Regions from separate parts of the Sus scrofa genome. Here region 2 is linked to region 1. Evidence: chromatin contacts called from public Hi-C data. All regions are on one chromosome and are shown on one strand. Each heading gives the region's core, a stretch centred on a gene start, on an enhancer-like site or on the middle of the called end of the contact. The rest is flanking DNA. Distances are from core to core; before and after follow the strand shown.

Region 1 (5,311 bases), core at 724-3,223:
AAGGATCTGGCGTTGCTGTTGCTCTGGAGTAGTCCATCAGCTGCAGCTCCCATTGGACCCCTAGTGGGGGAACTTCCATATGCCACAGGCCCAGCGGGTTTGAGAAACAAAACAAAACAAAACCACCATTCCTTTTTATGGTTGAATAATATTCTATTGTATGGATAGACTGCATTTTGTGTATCCATTCATCTGTTGAGAGACACTTGGGTTGTTTCCACCTTTGGACTAATGTGAATAGTCCTGCTTGGAACGTTTTTGCACAGGTGTCTGAGTCTCTTCCCTGTTTTCAATTCTTTGGGATGTGTACTTAGGGAGTGGAACTGCTGGGTCATACCTCACTATATGTTCATAACCTTTAGGGGAAGACGTGGTGTTTTAATATTGGAACATGAATGCCTTTTGGTGTCCATTTCGGACTCGGTCTCCATCTTCTTGTACCTGCTTAACTCACATTATTTGTCTGGCCCCCGAAGGCATCTGAATTTGCTTCCCCAGACGGCTTTGGCAGCAAAAAAACTTAGCGACCAATTCAGTGGCTAACAAGCCAGAGACCTTGGGTAACCTCTCGGAGTGCTATTTTGCTCAGCCTCAAAAGGGAATAATACTGCTTACCTAAGAGGAGGCGGTGAGGATCAGGGAGATGATGGATTGAACACGCCTCTTCGGAAGCTGTTGGGTTCTGGAAACCGAGAGGGCCGGGTGAGGCCAGGAGGACTAGGAGGCGGAGGAGGGTGGGCTGGGCGCCCTCTGGGGGTGTCGGCCGCACTCCGGGCTTCGACTCGGCCAGTGCCCGAGCCCGCGCGCCAGGGACGGTCTCCGCGCAGAGCGCAACCCTCTGGGGGCTCCGGTGCCACCGCTGCGCGGCGCTTCTGCGGGCAGGGCTAGGCTGGAGCCACGAACCCGGGCGGGGCTCAGGTTGGCACGCGGTGGGCGGGGGTGGTCCCCCGTCCCCGCCTCCCACATCCGGGGGCCCGGGCCGGTCCCCGGGCCGGCAGCGCGCGGGTGAGTCAGGCCGGGTTTTCCCTCCGCCTCTGGGGCAGGCGAGCGAGCACTGCCGATCGCGTCCCTCCCTCGCCAATCCGGCTCCGGCGCCCGCCCGCGTTTTCCTGGCGCCTGCTGCCCGGCCGCTCCGGCCCGGCTCGCAGTCTCGGCTGGAGCCGGTGCCCTGGAGGGAAGGTTCAAATCCGCGCCAGGGAGCTGCAGCGCGCGAGGGGTGCGGAGCGGCGCCAGCATGGTGAGTGGGGAGCGACGGGGGCTAGGGCCAGGGCTGGGGGCTGGACTCGCGGGGTGGGACCGGCCGGACTCGCGGGGTGGGACCGGCCGCGGAGGTCTAGCTCTCCCAGCGACCTTGGCCAAGCTGCAGCCCTTCGCCAGCCGTGGTTACATCTGAGAAGTGGGCGGGGGTGGCAAGGTGTGGTGTGCGCCCAGGTACCCCTGCTTCCTGACACCGAAGCACCGAGGTGCGGGATCAGGGACTATGTGGGATCAGGGATCATCCGCGATCAGGAACGCCCCGCTGGAAGGGCAGGCGGCAGGTCACGCTGCTCTCAGTAACCCATGCAAATGCTCTTTCCTGGGAGCAGCGCCTGGGATCCCCGCGCTGCTAATGGTTATAGGGCAGGCGCCCTTGGCGCGGGAGTATGACCTCGTCTTCCATTCCCCCAGCCCATCCGCTCAGGTCAGGCCCTAGAGAAGGGCCTGGAAGAGATGTCCCCTCCCGCCTCCGGGTAGCTTGAGGATCTCCCGTAGTTCTGGGGAGCCTTGTCTCGGCCACAGCCTTTCCCAGGGAAAGTCCATGGAGATGACAACCTCGACTGCCCCTCCACCTTTCCCACCAGACTCCTCTCCTGCCCTCTTCTGCTCCCTCGAGATACCCCTTTCCTCCAACCTCTGCCCCTTACTGGTGGCAGCTGCCAGCCTGCTGCCAGGGGTCCCGCGGATAGGGGACACTCCCAGGTCTGGAGCACCATCCCAGTCTGGCCACAACCTTTGGCCAAAGTGAGAGCTCACCTGAGGCCAGGCGGAAATCTGGGCCCTGACTGCAGCTGGAGAAAGGACTGGGACCTGTGATCTCCCGCTGGGCAACTGCCCTCGCCCACCCCAGGCAGTTTGGGGCTCTCTTCCCTTGCCACAGGGGCTCAGCCTGTCCCACCGCCTAGGTTCTCTCGCTCTGTCCAGCCTAGGCAGGGAGAAGAGGCAAGAGGCCATCCTGGGCCTGGTGATCAGCCTCCTCCCAAAGCCCTCCTGGGCAGGGCTCCTCTGCCTGCCGGCTGGCTCTGTGTAGGTGTGTATGTGCCAGACTGAATGAATGCAGCCAGCTACCGCCAGCGCCTCTAGAGCTAGCAGCTTCCAGGGCTCAGAGTCCCCATGGCGGGGCTTCCACTATTCCTGACCCAGGGGCAGGCAGGGGGGATTCTAAGCAGAAGGGACTGGGATCCCAATCCCCAAGAGTGCAGGTGATTGGGAAAAGCAGGTGTGGGGAACTGAGCAGATGTAACACACAGCAGTGTGTGCCCGTGAAGGGCAGCTGGTGATCCCTGGCTGGGGCAACCTGGGACACAAGAGAGGGTCTTGCCTGGGGAGTTGGAATGGCGGGTCATATGGGATCTTAGACAACTCACTTCTTCTTTCTGGGCCTCAGTTTCCCTATCTGTAAGGTGGAGTGAGGATAACTTCTGTCCTGCCTACCTCATGAGGCTGTTGTGGAGATGAAATGATTCAATGGTATAGCTGATAAAAACGTCAGTGACTATATAGTGATACTGAGAATCATTCCTCCAGGGTTTAGACGCTGGACTCTGCCTCTTCAAGTGTCCCAGTGGGGCTAAGGAATGTCAGTCCCCTCCCTGGGCCCCTTCACCCATTGCCCCCTCTTTTGGAGCTAGTACATTCCTGTCCCATTCCATAGGGGCAGCTGCAGACACACCCCTCAGCAAATCTGATCCCCCAGCAGGTGGTGGGACCCTCCCTTGGGGCCAGGGCTCAGGCAGGCGGGGCTAAAGGCAGGCCATGGGGCTAAAGGCAGCCATGGCCGGACTGGGAGCTTCCTGCCGAGTGCTCTGGGATGTTCCACTGCAGAGGATGCACAGTGTGGTCAGGGAAGGTGTCTAAGCTGGGGAGCCTTTTCACTTTCTCCTGTGCAGCTGAACATGACCTTAGGCACATTATTTTACCTCCTGGGCCTCAATGTTCTCTTCTGAAGTAGGGGAATGACAATATTCCCTCTTGTGTGTATTGTGAGTGTGTGGTAGGCCCAGGTCAGCAGACCCACCAAGGCACCCACTAAGGGACACTGTGGTGCCTACCTGCATGTCCTCTCTTTTTCTACTTCATGGCCAGGGCGGTCCCCCAGCCTCATTCTCCCGACTCCACCAAGGGTTGGTCCAAAGGAGATGCGCCTGGTGTCTGGGGCTCAGTGCTGCTGGCTAATCTTGGAATGGGTGGAGGGGAGGTAGGAGCAGGAGAAAGGGGCTCTGTTGGGGCCAGGCTGGACCTATGCAGAATGCGGCCTGTGTTGCTCAGCTGAAACCTAGCTGGCAGGGCGGTGGGCTTCAGCTCTGGGCATTGGGCAGCTATGGAGCTCTGGGCAGGAAAGCCCAGGCACTTGAAGGAGTATCTGCCTTTTTCTCTGATGGAGCTGCAAGGCACTTGCCATCTCTCACTGCCTCCTCCCCCACCACATCCTCTCCTGCACAGCTGCCCTGGCTTGAGTGGGCCAGTCCCTGGGCTTCCAAGCAACGAGAAGGAATGTGTGTGTTGTGGGGAAGCAGGGGAGGTGGATGGACTCCTTTAGAGAAAGGGACTGTCGCCAGACTGAGACATGGGCAGGGTGGAGTCTCTTGAAAGCCAAGGGCTCGACCCTACTGGGGGAGCTAATAATGCAGCCAGAGAAGTTATCTAAGAGGGGTGGAGGGCGGGGGTCTTGGGGAAAGACAAAGGAGAGGGCTGTTTGTGCCCCTCCATCATGCTCCATGGCTATTTCAAATTGCTCAACTTGCTTGTGGAGAGAAGCCAGTGCCATGCCCTGCTCACCACTTCTGCATGTACGTGCGCACGCGTGCACACACACACACACACACACACACACACACTCCCCTACATCTAGCCTTGGGGCTAAGGAGGACCCCTGGGTATCCATGTGTTATATGTGTGTCTAGAAGGTGCTCAGTGCTGTGTGGATGGATGACCTTGAACGTGACTCTGTCTGCTGTTAGATCTGCATTGTGTCCTCTAACAGAGGAGCCTCTGTGCCACTGGTGGCATTGATTGGACTCAGTATGCATATGATGTACACACTGTTTTGGCCCATGGCTGCCTCTCCTCTGGACCTGGGATGGGACCCTTCATGGGGATCATGGGGTTATGGCTCCCTGAGATAGGAAGTGAGGCTCTGGCTGGGGGAACGTGAGGCAGTGTGTATCTGGGATGAAGTGGGCGTTTTTGGCACCATTGCCACCATTTCCGCCCCCGTCCTCTCACCAGGCTTGCGGTTCACAAGCCCTTTCACCTCTGTGTTTCTGTGACTGTCACAGCAATCCTGGAAGGGAAGCAGGGAGGGCAGGCTTTCCTACTTTGCAGAAAGATGGGGAAACAGGCATAGCAAAGAGAGGTACCCTGTGAAGAGATGCTGTGAGAGCGGGGCTGGAGACCAGATTCTCTGCTGTCTACCTCCCTAAGAAGCAGTGACAGGATGGAGTTTCCGTCAAGGCTCGGTGGTTAATGAATCCGACTAGGAATCATGAGGTTGCGGGTTCGATCCCTGGCCTTGCTCAGTGGGTTAAGGATCCGGTGTTGCTGTGAGCTGAGGTGTAGGTTGCAGACATGGCTCGGATCCCAAGTTGCTGTGGCTCTGGCGTAGGCCGGTGGCTACAGCTCCGATTAGATCCCTAGCCTGGGAACCTCCATATGCCGAGGGAGCGGCCCTAGAAAAGGCAAAAAAAGACTGAAAAAATAAAAAAAAACTAAAAAAATGAAGCAGTGACAGGAGTTCAGTGGTGTCTGTTGCTGGGTGGGCTTATCATGGTGAAGGAGTGTCAGACTGGGGGCCAAGATGCTTCCATTCCAACTCTTGGGCTGTAGGTGACATCCTGAGTCCCCACTAGACATTTGGCTGCCATGATGCTGGACTCACAGGCATCCTCACTCTGACTAGTTCTGTGACCTTGGGCGAGCCCCTTCTCCTTTTGGAGCCTCTAAAAATGATGTACGGTTACCTATGTGTCAGGGCTCCGTGAGATCCCTACACAGGGCTGTGTTGCTGTAGTTGCCCAGCACCTGTGATTCCTTGTCTGGATGATTCCCCTAACCC
Region 2 (5,311 bases), core at 1,856-4,355, 170 kb before region 1:
CGCTGGACAACCCTGAGGTCCCTGGACACTCTGGGGCCCACCACCTCTGTGCCTTCTGCCTGGAAGGCCCTGACTCCTTCACCTGGCAGAGGCCTCCATTCCATCTACTGTGTTCCCACAGTATTTCACCACACCCCTCTGTCCCACTCCAGCCAGCCTCCCCATTAGACTGGGGACTCCCCATTAGACTGGCTGGGCCCACAGGAGGCTTCCACAAGGATCTGTCGAGGAGCTGAAGCAAAGGGTCCTAGGGGCTTTGGGGATGCCCTGGGGGTCGGGTGCCTATACTCACTGTCGGATGGTCTCCATCTGCTCTTTGACAGACATGCCCCCGATGCAGAGGGCACAGCGCAGGAGTGGCGAGCTGTCCTCCTGCAGCAGGCGGCAGTAATACTCCAGGATGCCGTGGGTCTGCCGGGCCAGCTCCCGCTGTAGGTACAGGGGCAATGGCTGCTACCAGAGGTGGCCCTGTTGGTGCCCTGCATTCCCCCACTCCCAACCCCAGCCAGCTTATCTTACCGAGGGGCAGATAATGAGTCCATAGGGCCCTTCGCGCTTAGAGAAAGGTAACCTCTTCTCTTGTTCCAGGCAGAACATGATGACGGGCAGGGTGAACACCAGTGTCTTGCCTGAACCCGTGAAGGCAATGCCTATCATGTCTCGGCCTGAGAGACTATTGAGAGAAGACAGACCTGAGGGTCAGGTTCAGTAGAATAAACGGACTGCCTCTCATCTAACGACCGCTCCTCCCTGTCACCACCCTCCTCAACACCAGCAGGTTCACACTCACATGGTGGGAATTCCCTGGATCTGAATGGGTGTTGGGTGGTGGATGCCCTTCTTCTTTAGGCCTCTCAGGATGGCTACAGAAAACAACCCTGCCATCATCCTTGTGTCTCATCAGGCCCCCCAAAGCCCATAAAACTGGCACTATGTTGAAACTAAGAGAGAAAGACAGACACAGGCTTGTCCAAGGCCTCCAGGTAAAGTGGAGGCAGGGTTCACAGCCAGGTCTGTTAAAGGCCATTGTTACCTGTCCACTAAAATTCTCTAACGGCAGAGAGTAGTACATATGTATAATTGCACCAACTGAAAAAGAATCATCAAGACCAATCCCTCCATCCCCACTGACTGGACCCAAAGATGTAGCTGCTGAGCTCAGTGAGGGCAAGGATGCAACTGCACAAATGTTCCACTATCATAGTGTGGTACTGCTCCGAGCTCCCAAGTACCTGCAGGAAATTTCATTTCCTTGAAACTCTTGATGGGTGGTGGGATCCCATCACCTTCCACCAAGATGTGGTACTTCTTCCGTACACGCTCATGCCGCTCTTCAGACATGCTCAGAACATACCGGGGTGGTGTCCAACTGTGGGTGGGTGGCAAGGGTCAAGAGAGCCCCTGGACACAGCTGGTTTTAGGGTGTCCCTGCCAGTGTCCCCCAAATACGGTCCCAAGTAAGGGTTACTGACTTTCCACAGGCCAGAAAGACATACCTAGTTTTGATCGGGTCGTCGTATGTGATTCCCTTAGCCATCTCCTTCACTGACATCAAGGCTGAGAAGAGAGATGTGGCTAAGGACTGGCTACTGCTTCCCAGAGGCCAGACCCCCTTGAGATATAACATGCCTGGGGTTGGAGGAGGAGAGGCAGTCCACCTCCTCTCTGCCCCTGCCTACAACCATACCTCGACCTTCAGCTACACTCTCCAGGATCTTCTCCTCTTCCTTCAGCTGCTTCTCCTTGGCAGACTCTTTGCGGGCTGACAAAAGCAGCAGAAGGTGTCAGAAAGACACTAAAGCAATGTACCAAGCTGAGCCTCCCTCTTGTTGCCCAACTCACCTTCAGCCTTCTCTTTGAGGTGCTGGTGCTGATCCAGAAGGCTGACGTTGGACTGAGGGCCCAGCGGGATGTCGTCCTCATCTCCTCGGGGTTCGCTGCCGCTGTCCTGCTGCTCCTCTTCCGCAGCTCCCTTGCGCCTTCGCTGAAGCAGCTTCTGGAGCTGAGGTTCCACGAGCGCCTCTCAGAGCCGAGTCCAATGCAGAGTGGGGCATTGGACCCAGGGGCAGGTGTCAGGATCCTGGCTCTTGGGAGAGGATCCTGTGCCCCGAGGTGCAGAGCTGCCCCATCCCTCAGATCACGTCGCCTCACCAGTTCCCCCCTTTGCCTGGGGACCATGCTCCTGTATACTGACACCTCACTCTGCAAACCTGGGGCCATCCCCCATGCCACAGCCAAACCCTCATTCCTGCCCTCATTCGTCCCCGCGACCCAGGGCCCTGACCAGCAACTGCCGGCGCTGTCGCAGTGGTACGTAGGGTACATAATCCTCATCGTCCTCATCCTCCGCCTCGGAGCGGCTTCCTGTGGCAGTTGCCTCGTCGGTGCGAGCCCGCTGCAGATATACACGAGTCAAGGCCCAGACTCCCCGACTTCATTACCACTCGCAACCCACGCGGACCCCAGCGAGCAAAGCTCCCACCTTCCTCTCTGGTTCGGATTCCTCCATTCTTTGCTATACGCATGCGCGCCACGGCAAACCCCCGCCCCCCGCCTTTCCTATGATGCTATCCAATCAGATGTGAAGAAGCAGACGTCGGCAGCTAGCAGCGACCTGAGTGCCGGATCGCGCAGAGGGACAAACTTTCTCCTGAGTCCCTGTCTGGCGGAGCCGCATCCCAGTTCCCTGTGGGCGGCTACGCAGCTGTTGCCAGGGCTGAGAGCTAAAGCCTTAGGCAAGGCACCGTTGGACGCTGCAAAATTTGGAGCATGCGCTGAAGGCTCAAGCCGATCCTGTTTGAAGCGTGGAATCTGCTGACTCCGAAGAGGGCGGCTTGCCAGGTGCCCAGCCTCGCCTAAGGCGTGACGTTACCTGGTACACCCCCGCTAGCGGACACTGTCCTCTCGTGGCCAGGGAGCTCTGGGACCGGGCCAGCTGGGATCCCGCCCCGCTCTCTCCAGCCGCCATTAACTCTCACGGGCCACAGGGGTCAGGGTGGGGCTTGCAGAATAAATGACTCAACACATGCTGCCGCCCTGACTGGGATTCTCATCTGTGTGATACCTTATGTTCACGGTGATGAAGAATAAATGAAATACTGATGACGGTGGTTTCTGAGGGGCTGTACATGTATGTAAACGATTATTATTGTAAATGCTGTAACAGAGCTCAGACAGTGATCGGAGAACCAGAGAAGTCTTCTAGGAGAACTGGATCTGTGGAGTCTCAGAGCTGGGAGTGCAGGAGAGGAAGAGAGAGGCTTCGTGATAGAGGGTCCAGTGGGAGTGAAGTTCTGGCCATGTGCAAGTTCCTCAGGGAACAAAGAGATCACTTGGCTTGTATCAGAAGGGGATAGTCAGAGCTAAAGCTGGAAAAGTAGATCCAGAGCATGCAGGGCCGAGACTGTCAGGGTAAGTAATTTCAATTTCATTGGGGCCTTTTATTTTTATTTTCTTTTTAGGGTCGCTCCTGCAACATATGGAAGTTTTCGGGTTAGGGGCTGCAGCTGTTTGCCTACACCACAGCCACTCCACGCCATATCCAGAGCTTCCTCTGCAACCTACACCACAGCTCATAACATTGCGGATCATTAGCCTACTGGGCGGGGCCAGGGATCAAAGCCACATCCTCATGGATACTAGGTTTCTTACCACTGAGCCACAATAGGAACTATCCACTGAGGACTTTTATTTTTATTATTTATTTATTTATTTGTCTTTTTCTAGGGCCACACCCACCAGCATAAGGAGGTTCCCAGGATAGGGGTCCTCCCTGTGATACCTTATGTTCACGGTGATGAAGAATAAAGCCACACAGCCACAGCGACGCCAGATCCGAGCTGCGTCTGCGACCTACACCACAGCTCATGGGAACGCTGGATCCCCAATCCACTGAGCGAGGCCAGGGATAGAACCCAAAACCTCATGGTTCCTAGTCGGATTCTTTTCTGCTGTGCCGTGACGGGAACTCCTCACTGAGGACTTTTTAAAAGGAGCGACAGGTTAGTGCTGTTCTTTTCATAAATACTTATACATGATTTTCATATGATTTTTCATATATATGATTTTTTTCCTTTTTAGGGCCACACCTGTGGCATATGGAAGTTCCCGGGCTAGGTGTTAAACTGGAGCAGCTGCCGGCCTATGCCACAGCTTGCAACAATGAGTGATCCTTAACCCAGTGAGCAAGGCCAGGGATCAACCCAGTATCCTGACGGACCTTATGCTGGGTTCTTAACCTGTTGAGCCACAAAAGGAACTCCCCCTTCATATACTAAATATGAGTATGTGCTGGGCATTGTGCCCAGTGTCGAAGGAGATAAAAGATGAGCAAGACACAAACATGGCTTGTGAGTTTACAGATTAGGGGAGATGGAAACAGAAAACTGGTCTTGAGGTCAGGAAATCTCATAAGACACAAAAGTTACCACTTTTGGAATTAGCACAAAGGCAGTGCAAACTGATTTTCATAGTCAAAGTGGCTTTTTAGTTGTGATGTGAAGAATATGGTAGAATTCACAAAGAATTCTGAATTATCTGAGAAGGGGGGAAATAAGTGAGCTAAAACCAGGAGACCTGAAGGTGCTAGGCATAGCTGGGGACAGAGGTCATTAGGTGTGGCTGGAGTGTGCCAGAGGCAGAGGCCAGGCTTGGAGGGCCATGAATGACACTGACGGAAGTCTTTCTCTGTAGGTAAAGTGGCTGGCTGCTTGAGTAGACCTGCACTGTAATTATGAAGCAGAATTTTATTTATTTAGGGCTGCACCTGTAGCATATGTAAGTTCCCAGGCTAGGGGTCGAATCAGAGCTGTAGCTGCCAGCCTACACCACAGCCACAGCCACATGGGATCTAGCCCACTTCTGAAACCTGCACTGCAGCTCAGGGCAATGCCAGATCCTTAGCCCATTGAGCAGGGCCAGGGATTGAACCCAAGTCCTCATAGATGCTAACTGGGTTTGTTACCTCTGAGCCACAATGGGAACTCTGATGAAGCAGAATTTTAGACAGCTGTGACAATTCAACTGCAGGACAGGAGCCTGGTGCAAGAGTTGAAGGGAGAGAGGAACACAGGTAGTAAGTATACAGAGAAAGGTTTCAGAGGGAAGTGTCCACACTTCCTTGGGGATTAGGAAAGGCCAGGGAACCAGGAATTGTGAGCCTCTGGTCAATGCTGTTTCACCTCTTTAGAAGAGGAAGCTGGTACTGCCAGTCTTGGGTGGGGGCAGTTGGTGGGAGGGGGGGGGACCTCAACCTAGGGGGTAGGAGGGAGTGGTTTCTGATCTGGTCCCAACACTTCACAAAGGGTTCTTA

Evidence for each region. Hi-C and Micro-C count contacts between places; a contact is called where the count stands out from the background.
Region 2: a contact with region 1 is called in a Hi-C map of heart right ventricle, with 2.0 times the contacts expected there. The contact joins the promoter of DDX41 here to the promoter of LOC106507311 in region 1. A contact is called at or near these places in 2 of 47 Hi-C or Micro-C datasets (epiblast stem cells and heart right ventricle).

The regions. Positions count from the first base shown.
Region 1 is chr2:80,259,374-80,264,684 of Sscrofa11.1, reverse strand. LOC106507311 reads right to left here and starts at 1,973. Exons shown (of 3, transcript XM_021085150.1): 1 at 1,905-1,973; 2 at 616-1,258. The coding sequence starts at 1,973. N4BP3 (NEDD4-binding protein 3) reads left to right here and starts at 780. Exons shown (of 5, transcript XM_003123673.4): 1 at 780-1,237.
Region 2 is chr2:80,430,859-80,436,169 of Sscrofa11.1, reverse strand. It overlaps DDX41 (probable ATP-dependent RNA helicase DDX41), which reads right to left and starts at 3,105. Exons shown (of 20, transcript XM_021084371.1): 1 at 2,483-3,105; 2 at 2,285-2,395; 3 at 1,843-2,002; 4 at 1,688-1,762; 5 at 1,497-1,557; 6 at 1,233-1,369; 7 at 791-863; 8 at 520-673; 9 at 293-429. The coding sequence starts at 2,509.